2 separate regions of the Drosophila melanogaster genome follow, and region 1 is linked to region 2. The links are chromatin contacts, called in public Hi-C maps. All regions are on one chromosome and are shown on one strand. The core of a region is the stretch at or near the end of the contact, and the rest is flanking DNA. Distances in the headings are between cores, read along the strand shown. Region 1 holds the start of Nep2 (Neprilysin 2). Region 2 holds the start of CG33927.

Region 1 (5,470 bases), core at 1,916-4,415, 41 kb before region 2:
GTCCGTAGATCTGTAACTGCGCTACCATCGTCGTCATCTCCATTTCTGTAATGGTTTAATAACCGCTCGGCTGCGTGCTCTTTACTGATTAAGAAAATGCTTATGCACAACTGTATCATTTACCAAATTCACTTGTGTGTTGAATTTCAAGATTTACACCTAACGTTCCGACACATATACTTTTTCTAGATTTTTAGTTGACCCGAAAACACTCACTTACACAAATCACAGGCAGATCAATTGAGTTTGAGTTCCTCTCGCCTTACGGGTCTGGTTGCCCGTCATATGTTACTAATTCTCTATCGTATCAAACCTGATTTATGTTCTATGATATTACTTGGCGGCGATCTGCGCCGGAAAACTGTGGTTTAGCAATCGGCGAGAGAAGCAAAATAATAGTGTGCAGCGGATGCTAAAGCAGCGGACAATTGCAAATTGTAAGAAACAGCGTTCGCTTGAGGCGCGCTTTTATAAAATGTTTAAGTTTACACTTAGTTTATTTAATTGAAAATTTGTAATAGTTGTACTAAAAATATCTCTGTATCACATACTAGTACTAAAACATAGAAGCGTAAAAAACAGAAAAAGAGATCATTTTAAATACACGAAAAAATTAATTTATGCATAATACAACATATTCGTTTGCTTTGTTCAACTTGTAATTATTAGTTTGCGCATTATAGTGAAAGGTTGCCTTAAGTAGCAAAAACAAAAAGTTTACAAACAAATAAATAAGACCAAAGCGCTATGACCCCACATGGTTTATGAGTTGTGTTTTAGATTATTCGACAAAATCATTACTTTTAAAGTTTACATTCTAAGAAAGTCTGTAAACTACACTACTTTTAAAAAATTGGCAAAATTTCTGTTTAAATATGGGCTTTTTTCATATAGTAAGAACACAACCCCAGTGAACTCGTACAGAAGTCTTAATAAATTGTACTTCCAAGTAAGAAAATAATTGTAATGTAAGAAAAACATAAACTTGCTTATCACGAAGTGGAAATCGAAGAAAACAAATTAGAATTGTATACAAATTTGTACCCAGTCCATGTAATTTGAGAAACGCTACTTCATAATATATAACATCATACATATATTTTTCTAAAGTAGAAACACCCAGAAACACTTGCGCTCTTAGGGAAAGTTTTCGACGAGAGAACGGAATAACTGTTGTAGTTTGACATTTGAAAAAGAATGGATTATATATCAAAGCGCTGTAAAAACACAAATAGTATTACAACATCCCAGCACATATGAACTACGATGTGCTGAGCATGTGACGTGACGTATGTGTACGACGTAAAGGTGATTGATTGAGATGCATTCAGTAAATAAACTATTTCATTGCAATAAAACCGAAGTAAAGTAAAGTCTGCTGCTTTATTTAGGGCCGTTTAAGTTTTGCCAGCTTCTAAGCAAATTTCCAGTGCTTTTGGGAATGAAAATTGATGGTCTTTGGAAAGAAAACTGAGAGTGTTTGGTGAAAATTTTAAATGTATGTTGTTCAATTGTGGACTTTGTTGCGAAGCCTGCAAAGCCTTTATCATCGATTTGCACGTGGCAAAGTTCAACTTTCAAATGCAAAATTTATATAGTTTCTCTTTATTTAGGGCTTATAAATGTTTGCTGTTATATACATACATATACATACGTATATATTTATATATATTGTCTTTTTGCGCGATTTCTTGAGTGTGTCGAAGAAAATATCTTCTCATTGGGTTGGATCGGGTGCATTTAGAAAAAGTTAGTACAACCAAAGAGCTACAGCAAGTTAAGGAAAGGATTATGATTTTTCAGTTTTTTTTAATACTACGCATCTGAAATTTTATACAAATGTTTTACCTAAAAATGTACAAATTGTATGATTTATTATATCTATAATTTCAATTTAAAATGTATAAAAATAATAATTTTATTACTAAAATCTCGTCCGTATGAACATGAAATTGATGTTCGGTGTGAAGACTATACAACTCCGATTTAGTTCCCCCTTTATATAAAAATATAATTTATTCTAATAAACGAAGTGCGAAACGTCGATTTGGGACTTAGGCAACTCCTATTTTGCACCCCTAGTGGTACAAACACCCACAAAATATACATACATATGTATCTATGTAAGTGGTTAAATAAAGTGGAAACTCTAGTTAGAGGCTTTCCAGAACCCCGGTACGGGGTGATCTCCGCTGACTAGTGGTTTACATCATCTTATAATTTTGCGTGCGCTCTTATCCATGCTGACCAGCCTTTTGGTCGCTTTATTTCCAAACTCAGCCTCTTGAGAATTTTCGGTTAGAATAGCGGCGACAACAACAAAGGTATTTGGCTGCGGAAAAGTTCACGAACAACTATGATCAGGAAACGAAGAGTGAGAGTATAAAACGACCGCCCCTACACTGCGCGTCATCATATTAGCGCCCCTGCATGGCTCCGTTTGTTTTATGTTATGTATTTCGCGCCATTGCACGAAAATCTATCACTGATTTCCCTCTCTCTTTGAGGATATAAAAGAGGTCCTAAAAGGAACCGCTATCTTTTGTTTTACTTTCGTCGAAAAATATATGATTCACTTCCCAGACGAATGAGCGAAGTCTTTGAAAACAAAGGAGGATCAACTCATTCTTAATTTCCTTTACAAATATTCTGATTGAATGGAAAAAACTTAAATTATCGTAGGGGGCGCTATCCTGATGACCCAATTTTGATTTACCCATTTATGGATTGTTTATCTTTTTTACTTAAATAAAATCTATAAACAACAAACTGTATCCCATACAAACTTTTCATTTATAGAATTGTTTATAGAAGAAAATTTCCAAACATCTCACATCAAAGATTTTTATTCAAGGGTCGCTAACCTGGTGACGCGAAGTGTACTCCATCTCCGTTTAACAGAGTAACAGGCATCTGATAGTCGATGCAAAAGCGTTCTCTTTTTTTACAGTGTTACCAGAGCCATCGGTTCCTGAAATATATCCTAAATGGATTCCGTTGTTTTTGGTATCCCAAAATGGATTCAATTTAAACGCAATACACCTGTGCATTGTTTCAAACGAAAAGAATCGTGTGCGAATGCCTCGCCGCAGAGTATCCAAGTTTAAGCCAACCGGCGGAGAGCTTATCTCTTTTGTTTTTATAAGGCATTGCGATGGAGCACCGGAGCTCAGTCTGTTTTCGTTCGTTGCCGTGTTAAGTTCACGCGATTCCACCTCTGATCCGCGGAGTTTGATTCAAATTCCGGGCTGCTGGTGGCTGGAGCGCTGTGCAAATGAATATAGCTTGCTAAATAGATAGGCAAACCTAAGTCAATAAACCATAAAGTTTCGAATTGAAGACACTTGTTGTCTTGTTCAATGCTGGCTAAGTGCAATTAAATCATATTATTCGTTTGACAAACGCTCTTTGAGGGTACGGTTCGAAATAAACCAAGTAAATTATATAATCCAAGTTCCAAGCTAAGCCGAATTGGCCAACATGCAGACGGTAATCCAGTAAGTATGGGCACCTCGCCCAAAATTCGATTCCTGCTTCTCCTGAACTTCCAATCCGAATCCGTATTCGAATTCAAAGTTATGTGGCACAGGCGGTTTGACTGTCCATCCACTTGGCATTCAGCCACATACGTATCCGAGGTGGTTAGGTGTAAAAAGAAAGCTGCGCATGATTATTAAAAACACGTTTTGTGGGGCTTATCATTGGAACTGGGCCCACCGAATTCATAGCACAGAGAGAAAATGCTATACTAAATCTAATCGTACGGATTCAAATTTCCTGTGATAGGGAACAAAGATGTAAGAGATTCAGATAGCTCCAGTACCCTATTGGGTCCAAAACTATCTTTTTTTTGACTGTGGATTGGCAATGACAAAGTAAAAATACAAATAAAACTAAAGCCAGCTCCCGGCAAATCTTCATTTGGCTTCAGGTGCATCGATAAATTTTTGAAAACGGGTTTCTGTTGGCTAGGGTTCACTGTTCACCTTTCGGTGAATCGAGTTCAAACAACCACGACGTTGGGAAGTTTCACATACGAGCCTGGGATATTAGTAGTATTAATTAGGCACTACAATATTTTGAAGCCCGATGATTTTGATAAGCAATGATAAACATAAAATTGTGGCAAGGGACTATGCGTGTTCTGCAGTTGAACTAAATCGCACGGTCATTAAAACGTAATCGAATCGTTTCCTATTCTATTATGTCTGTGAATTACCTGTCATTAGAATTTTTGCGCAGGGACGTGTAACCGGAATTTGTTTAGGCACATCATATGTACTACCGGTTCCCACTGCCCACGTCTCATTGTTCTGTGAAGTAGAAAACTCTTGGCATTTACGATACAATCCTAAAAAAATTGCCATTGTATTGCTAATGGCACCGATCTTGTTCAATGGTTGTGTTTAAGAAGCAAATACAAATATGTATTTGCTATAGATAAGAAATTCCAAATTGGCAATTTCGGTGTTGACTCAACCAAGATGGCCTTGTTTACAAGTTAATTAAATCGTCTGATCTGGCCGAAGAATTTGGATAATCGAATCCGCATAAACACGCCGGTTCAACTTATCAGCTGGTAACATCTCGACCGATCACGTTTTCTACTTATGTACAATATATACACATGTTTATTTCGAGTGTAAACAAATAGGTGCAGTCGAAAGTTAGCTCACTTTGTTTATGCGAATCTTTCTAGGTCAGCATTGCGTAACCCAACTGATGCCCTTTAATGCTCCATGGCCAAATCCCCCGCATATGGATTTCTGTCGGATTATTGACGAAACGTCTAAGGAATGCGTTTCAAAAGTAATGGCCGTATAAAATAGAAATGATAAACGTAATCGCCTATCCGGTCTTACCATTATTTTACTCATACAAAATGCCTTACATTTGGTCAGGGTTTTTGGGGGAGAAAAGAGCCAAGAATTGTTGATTCTCTTGTCGGTCTGGGGCTTATGTTTTTTACTGCTTGGCAGCTATTTGCTCAAATTGCATAATTAATTGCACGCAGACCTTAGTGCAACTCCAATTTTGGTCAGCACAGTTTTCTTGGCCTTGCGGTTTCGTTTTGCTGGCTCTCCGCTGAAGGTAACTTCTGCGGTTAACAGATACTCCATCCCCCCTTGGCATTTACTGACCTTTCCCCCTTTAACCAACGAATAAAGCCGTGGGTTACGCGGGCTCAGTTCTTCTATAGATACAAGCTCGCCGAATGGGCTTTAAATAGCAGCAAGTTGATTCTAAACACGATTGGTGGGCACTTTCTCTCGGGCTTAAATTTTAAAACGACGCCCATCAAAATCTTTTGGAGAAAGCGGAATTTGGCAGGCTCATTCTAATTTTGGAGAGTGGATATCGGTAGACATATGTATTAAGGTTTATTTTTAGTCGCTTCTGGGGAAGTTGCCCCTCTTAACAAGAGAATGTGACCCCTGGTTTCTGCTTTTTCAGGATTAGCTTTTTAATA
Region 2 (5,208 bases), core at 669-3,168:
GGGTATCTGATAGCCGAAGAACTCGACTTCAGCGTTCTCTCATTTTTGTCGATTGCATTAATTGAAATATTTTTCGAGCGTGGTCAGAAAACAATAAGATGGAATGTGAAGTGTGAACTGAAGTCTCGAATGGGTTTTCGTTGTTGCCTTTCCAATCATAGTAAAAACAATATCGGAATGCAAGTACATCGAACATAACCGGGCAATTATCACGCTGCCGTGATTAGAGCGTAGATCTTGAAAGCACGCCCAGCGCGAACTGTTTGACAATTCGACACGCAAACTTATAAGTTCATTAAAATTTTAGTATCGATAAGTCAGACATGCACTTTCGCTCCACAGATATGAAATGAGCGGTGAATTGAAATCGTAAAATTATAGCTATATCTGCATCTAACAATCGCCATCAGTATCTGCAAGATAGCGGGTGTTGCCGCTGGCTTGTATTAATAAGAAATACCTCTGACTTCGAAATTCAATTTGTATCTCCTCGACTATGACAACTTCTATTGGCACCCATTGCTGTCCTTCTCTGGAAACTAGGGGAAATAGGCAAATGAATAAAAATCCAAACAATAAATATGTACATCGGTAAGATACGTTCCCTTTTGTGATTCATTTACGAAATTTCTTTGGCACAAATTTCGAGACACAGTAATCAATCATGAAAGCTCTTTAACGGCTCCATACCTTCGTTGATATGCAGTTTCAATTAATCCGTCGACCAGAAACACGGTCACTTTTCTGTCTGATCCATTTCGCGTTTCGCCTCAAGAGTAGGTTTAAAATTATTTTTTGCATTAAAAATTACTTACATGTTAAAAATTTACATTCGTACACACCCACAAAGTTGGAGCCATAGGACACGCCCCAGAAAAACGGGGTTGCCAAGAACGTTTTCTGGCTAAAATTAAAATTTCATACATGGATAGCAGCTTTAAGAATTGAGTTTGTACCAGGGCGTGACAGAATGCTTAATCACTGCGGACAGCAGTCCACGTAGTGACGAAGGGTACTACGGTTAATGAAGTCAGAGAGTCGTGTGCAATTTCGATAACAGTCGCTAACCTGATTAAATATCGTTATCTATTATTTCAACCCTTATTTTATTTATTTTAAATTTGCTCTAATTTGGATTAGTACAATTTTGTTCATCACTTATCAGCAAAATATCTCTGGAATACAATTGGTATGCAAAATGAAAACTTCTTTGTAGCAAACCAAATTAAAGTGCTCCAATTATTCCTGGCCTATGATCCAAACTGTATGAGGTCATTTCCAAAAGATTTAGAGCCCGATTACATTTGGAACTAATAGGTCTTACTTAAATCAGCTTATAATTATTAAATGACTATAATTTGCATTTTAATCTATGTGTAATGGTTATAATTATTCACGTATTAAAACAAGAGAGAACACTATAAACGAGATTCTCGACTATTGGATACCCCTTACTCAGCTAGTGAAAGTGCAAGGTAGATATATTAAAATTCGTTTAAAAATAATAGATAAGAAAAAATCTGACAATTTCGGGAAAAGGACGACAAGTTTTTGTGATATCTATAGAAAATATGATGAGCAAAAACAAAGAAATTTAAATGTCGAAAAAAATATTTTAAAGTGTGGGTGTTACAGTTTTGAATGGTTTGTAGTCGTAAGGTGGGCAGCAATCTTCTGAAATAAGCTTGTGCTGAATCTACGGCTCTGCAATCTGCATATTTATTTAGTTTTCGAGATCCTAACGTTCATACGGACAGATTGGTCAAGAATATATAACTTATAGAATCGGAAACGCCTTCTTCTGCCTGTTGCATACTTTTCATTGGACTTAGTATACCTCTTAACTCTACAATTAACGGGTATACAAATTGAGTTATTGGAAAAATTATGATTGGGATGTGTCTAGTAGTCGACAAGATGGGGACCGTTTCAAACGTTTTATATTTAGTTCTATTCTTTCGTATTGCCCTCGAACTTGGGTCTATTGTAGGTTCATAAAAATAATATTTTGTTTACCAAATTACTTGTTTCGTTTAGAATGCTTCCAGATTTAAGTTTACCAACTTTGTGTGTGATTCAGTGAATGAAACTTGGCTCGCCGTGCATCAGTGTCGTTTAAAGGCAATTCGAAGGGGCACAACAACCCTGAGTTTTAATGGAACTGTGCTTAAAACAATCTCAAAGTTTCGAGTCCATGGCCAAATTTTCAAGCGGGCCAATGGCTTTAAGCCGTGGCTCTACAACATAACGTTTGATGGTTGTCGATTTTTGCGAAAACCCTATGAAGCGCCAGTGATCATTGTTTTTAATCTATTAAAATCATTTTCTAATTTAAATTTCACATGCCCCTACATGGTATGCACCCTCTAAAACAATGCATATCAGGATATTTAATAACGAATTTGTTTTACAGGGTCCAGTGCATATAATGGGATTGCATATAATTGGAGAACAGATTCCGGTGCCACTTCCCACTGGGGAATACTTAATACAGATAAAATGGTATATAAGTAAGACACTTTTCCTATCGACGGGCATAAAATTTGCCTTTGAAGAGAACTTCTCATCTTATTAAATTTCTCCCAATAAAATTTAATCTTTTTATCGATGTAAATTAACTGTGGTAATAAAAAGAGTAAACTGCTGTTTATGCAATAAAAAAAGAGTAGTTTTCGTTATACAACAATATAATGAAGAAACGGAAACGCTTCCTTTTACTTGATTACAAACTTCATTTGTGCGAGTTATCATCCTTCGTTCATGTTCCACAAATGTTGCATAAGGGATGTGGTTCGATACATGAAGAAAACTGTAAGGACGTAAGAAGAGCTAATGGCTACAAGCCCCGGTTTTTGAATTGCAAATGGAATTAAGACAACATCGTCCATACAAATAGGTGTTAAACAATGTATAAACTCATGATCAAGGATTGAAAACACTTCCATCTACTAATTATTCTCCCCCCTTTGCAAGTAGTTAGTAATAGGAAAAAGTCGACTTTGACATAAAATAATCTGTGGTATTTTCAATACAATAAGTTTATACGACTATTGATTTTAAGTTAGTCGATTATAACAGTCGCATTGAGCGATTTAAAGATTTGTTCAAGAACGTAACTTAGCGATTGGTTATAGTTATGTTATTGTCACTTTTAAAAATAAGGTCTGAAAGAAAGAACAATACTACAATTAGTTTAATGATTAATAATACATGAAAATTCTATTGTCAGTCTATACTTCCAGCAGAAAGATAAACAAAAGCAACTGCGTGCCAACTCATAGGCAAGCTACATACATACGGATTCGATATAGGTAAAAAAAAAGCCCAAACCGATGGCAAAAGAATCCGACGAGCGGCCGCTCACAGAATTAGATTTAGATACAGCTACATTTGAGCGATCTCTTTGGCCTCTGGCGTAAGCGGGAGTTCTCGAGGTCAGCCACTTTAACTATGTGTCAGCCAGCCCCATGCACTAGCCCCATGTTTTCCCTGTATTCTCCATTATCTGACTCTCTGGAGTCTAGACCAACATTCACTCTCATCTTAGACCCGGCTCTGTCCGGTTTTTCTTTTTGCCCGCATTGCATTCGGACCGCTGCTGGTGTGGCTGCTTCTGGTGTGTGGCTTCACTTAATTTACTTTACTGTTATGTTTTTGCTTTCCGCTAGTTAGGCAAGGCAGGCGGCAATCCAAGACGGCGGTTCTTATGAGCGCGACCAACGTGTCGTCATACACTTGAACTTTTGGGTGGTGCACTGGCCAACACCGTTTCATAACCAATTCGCCCATACGTATCCAATAAAAGCTGCGAAATGCCAAAGTTTAATCCCAAACTGATTTGTAAATAAACATCTTGTTGTAGTTCTGTCGAATGCCGAGATATTACTCCACTACACGTTTGGTTGTGGTCAAATGTTGCAAGGTGTTGTGGGTTCCACGGTTACGCAAGCTGTTTTTACCGCCATTTGGTATTATCAACTGAAAATCAAATAAAATTATCGCAGGCTCAAATCAAAAACGATTTTTGTTCACGTTTATTATGATTTTTATTGAAGAGTTACGGGAGAGCTATCGACTCGGACATAAACAAAGACGTCTCTTTGTGTTCCATTGACACAGTTTGCAGTTTATGAAGTTTTATTGCTCACAGTCCCGTATATGCCATATGATTGGGCACAATGTCTGAACTCTTGATATAGACCTCGAGGATTGAAGGCGACCTAAATATGCGTAAGTCTATGAAATGGACAATAATCCTGCAATGATGCTAATGAAATCAAAGAATATCACGCCTTAAAGCATAATTACCACTAACTAATCGAAAATAGAAGCATAGAATGGGAAGTTTTAGTTGTTGATGTTGTAAAATAAACCAAAAGGTTATGTTTGCTCTCCGCAAAAGTGGTACCACACTTTGAGAAGCATAGAAGGGAGGCTGACCAAGGGCTTTTGAAAACATTAATGTGCTGGAATAACCAGAGACGGATCTCAAAAGGAATAAGGTGCTAAAAAGGGACTGAAGCCATCTTGGCGGAGCCTGAGACAAAAAGCGTGAAGCCTTAACCGATGATAGGTGTATATAACGTCCATGAATATCCGGCTGCAGGCATGCACGAAGAACAACCACAGCACAAAGTAGTAGACAAACAAAGCCTGCCAAAGGATCCGCTCATATAATGGGGGACCGGGCCTCCGAGGCGGGGTAAAAGGGCAAGGAACCATAATGACAACATGACATGCTAAGTTTTGTCAAAGCCCAGACAGACAAACATTGTTCGGGTTGCTGGAGGTTGTCGAGGATGCGGATGATGGCAAGGTTGAGGATGAGTTTCCCTCGCAGACATAAGTGGCCAGTGTGGCTGGATGCGGGCTTAATCAACTCACGGAGCGGGGTCGGACTTTGTCATCATTTTACATTTCTGACATTTTTGCTCAGCATGCTATATTAATAACTAATTGAGGGCCGTGCATCGCAACACGTACGAAAGCTATTCGAGGTAGGAATGTGTTTCCATGCACTCTGAGAAACACATGGCTTATGTGGGTATACACATATTATAGCCATATTTACTGACGGTTTAGATACGATTCTCTAACTAATTACCGATCTACTAGCGATGTTACTATACTATACCATTTCCAGTTAGGGTTATAAAATGATTCTAAATTTCTTCACTCTGCACCAGTGCCGTTCTCGCAGTGCAACAA

Evidence for each region. Hi-C and Micro-C count contacts between places; a contact is called where the count stands out from the background.
Region 1: a contact with region 2 is called in a Hi-C map of the S2 cell line, with 2.3 times the contacts expected there. A contact is called at or near these places in 13 of 107 Hi-C or Micro-C datasets (the Clone 8 cell line, the Kc167 cell line, the S2 cell line and 2 more).

Annotation. Positions count from the first base shown.
Region 1 is chr3R:4,729,573-4,735,042 of dm6, reverse strand. It overlaps Nep2 (Neprilysin 2), which reads left to right and starts at 3,165. Exons shown (of 9, transcript NM_001275331.1): 1 at 3,165-3,497. The coding sequence starts at 3,481. It overlaps tacc (transforming acidic coiled-coil protein), which reads left to right. Exons shown (of 10, transcript NM_169016.3): 10 at 1-631.
Region 2 is chr3R:4,687,318-4,692,525 of dm6, reverse strand. It overlaps CG33927, which reads left to right and starts at 1,918. Exons shown (of 3, transcript NM_001031976.1): 1 at 1,918-1,986; 2 at 2,038-2,355; 3 at 2,414-2,575. The coding sequence starts at 1,918. The coding sequence ends at 2,575. All of the region lies in intron 3 of smash (smallish), which reads right to left.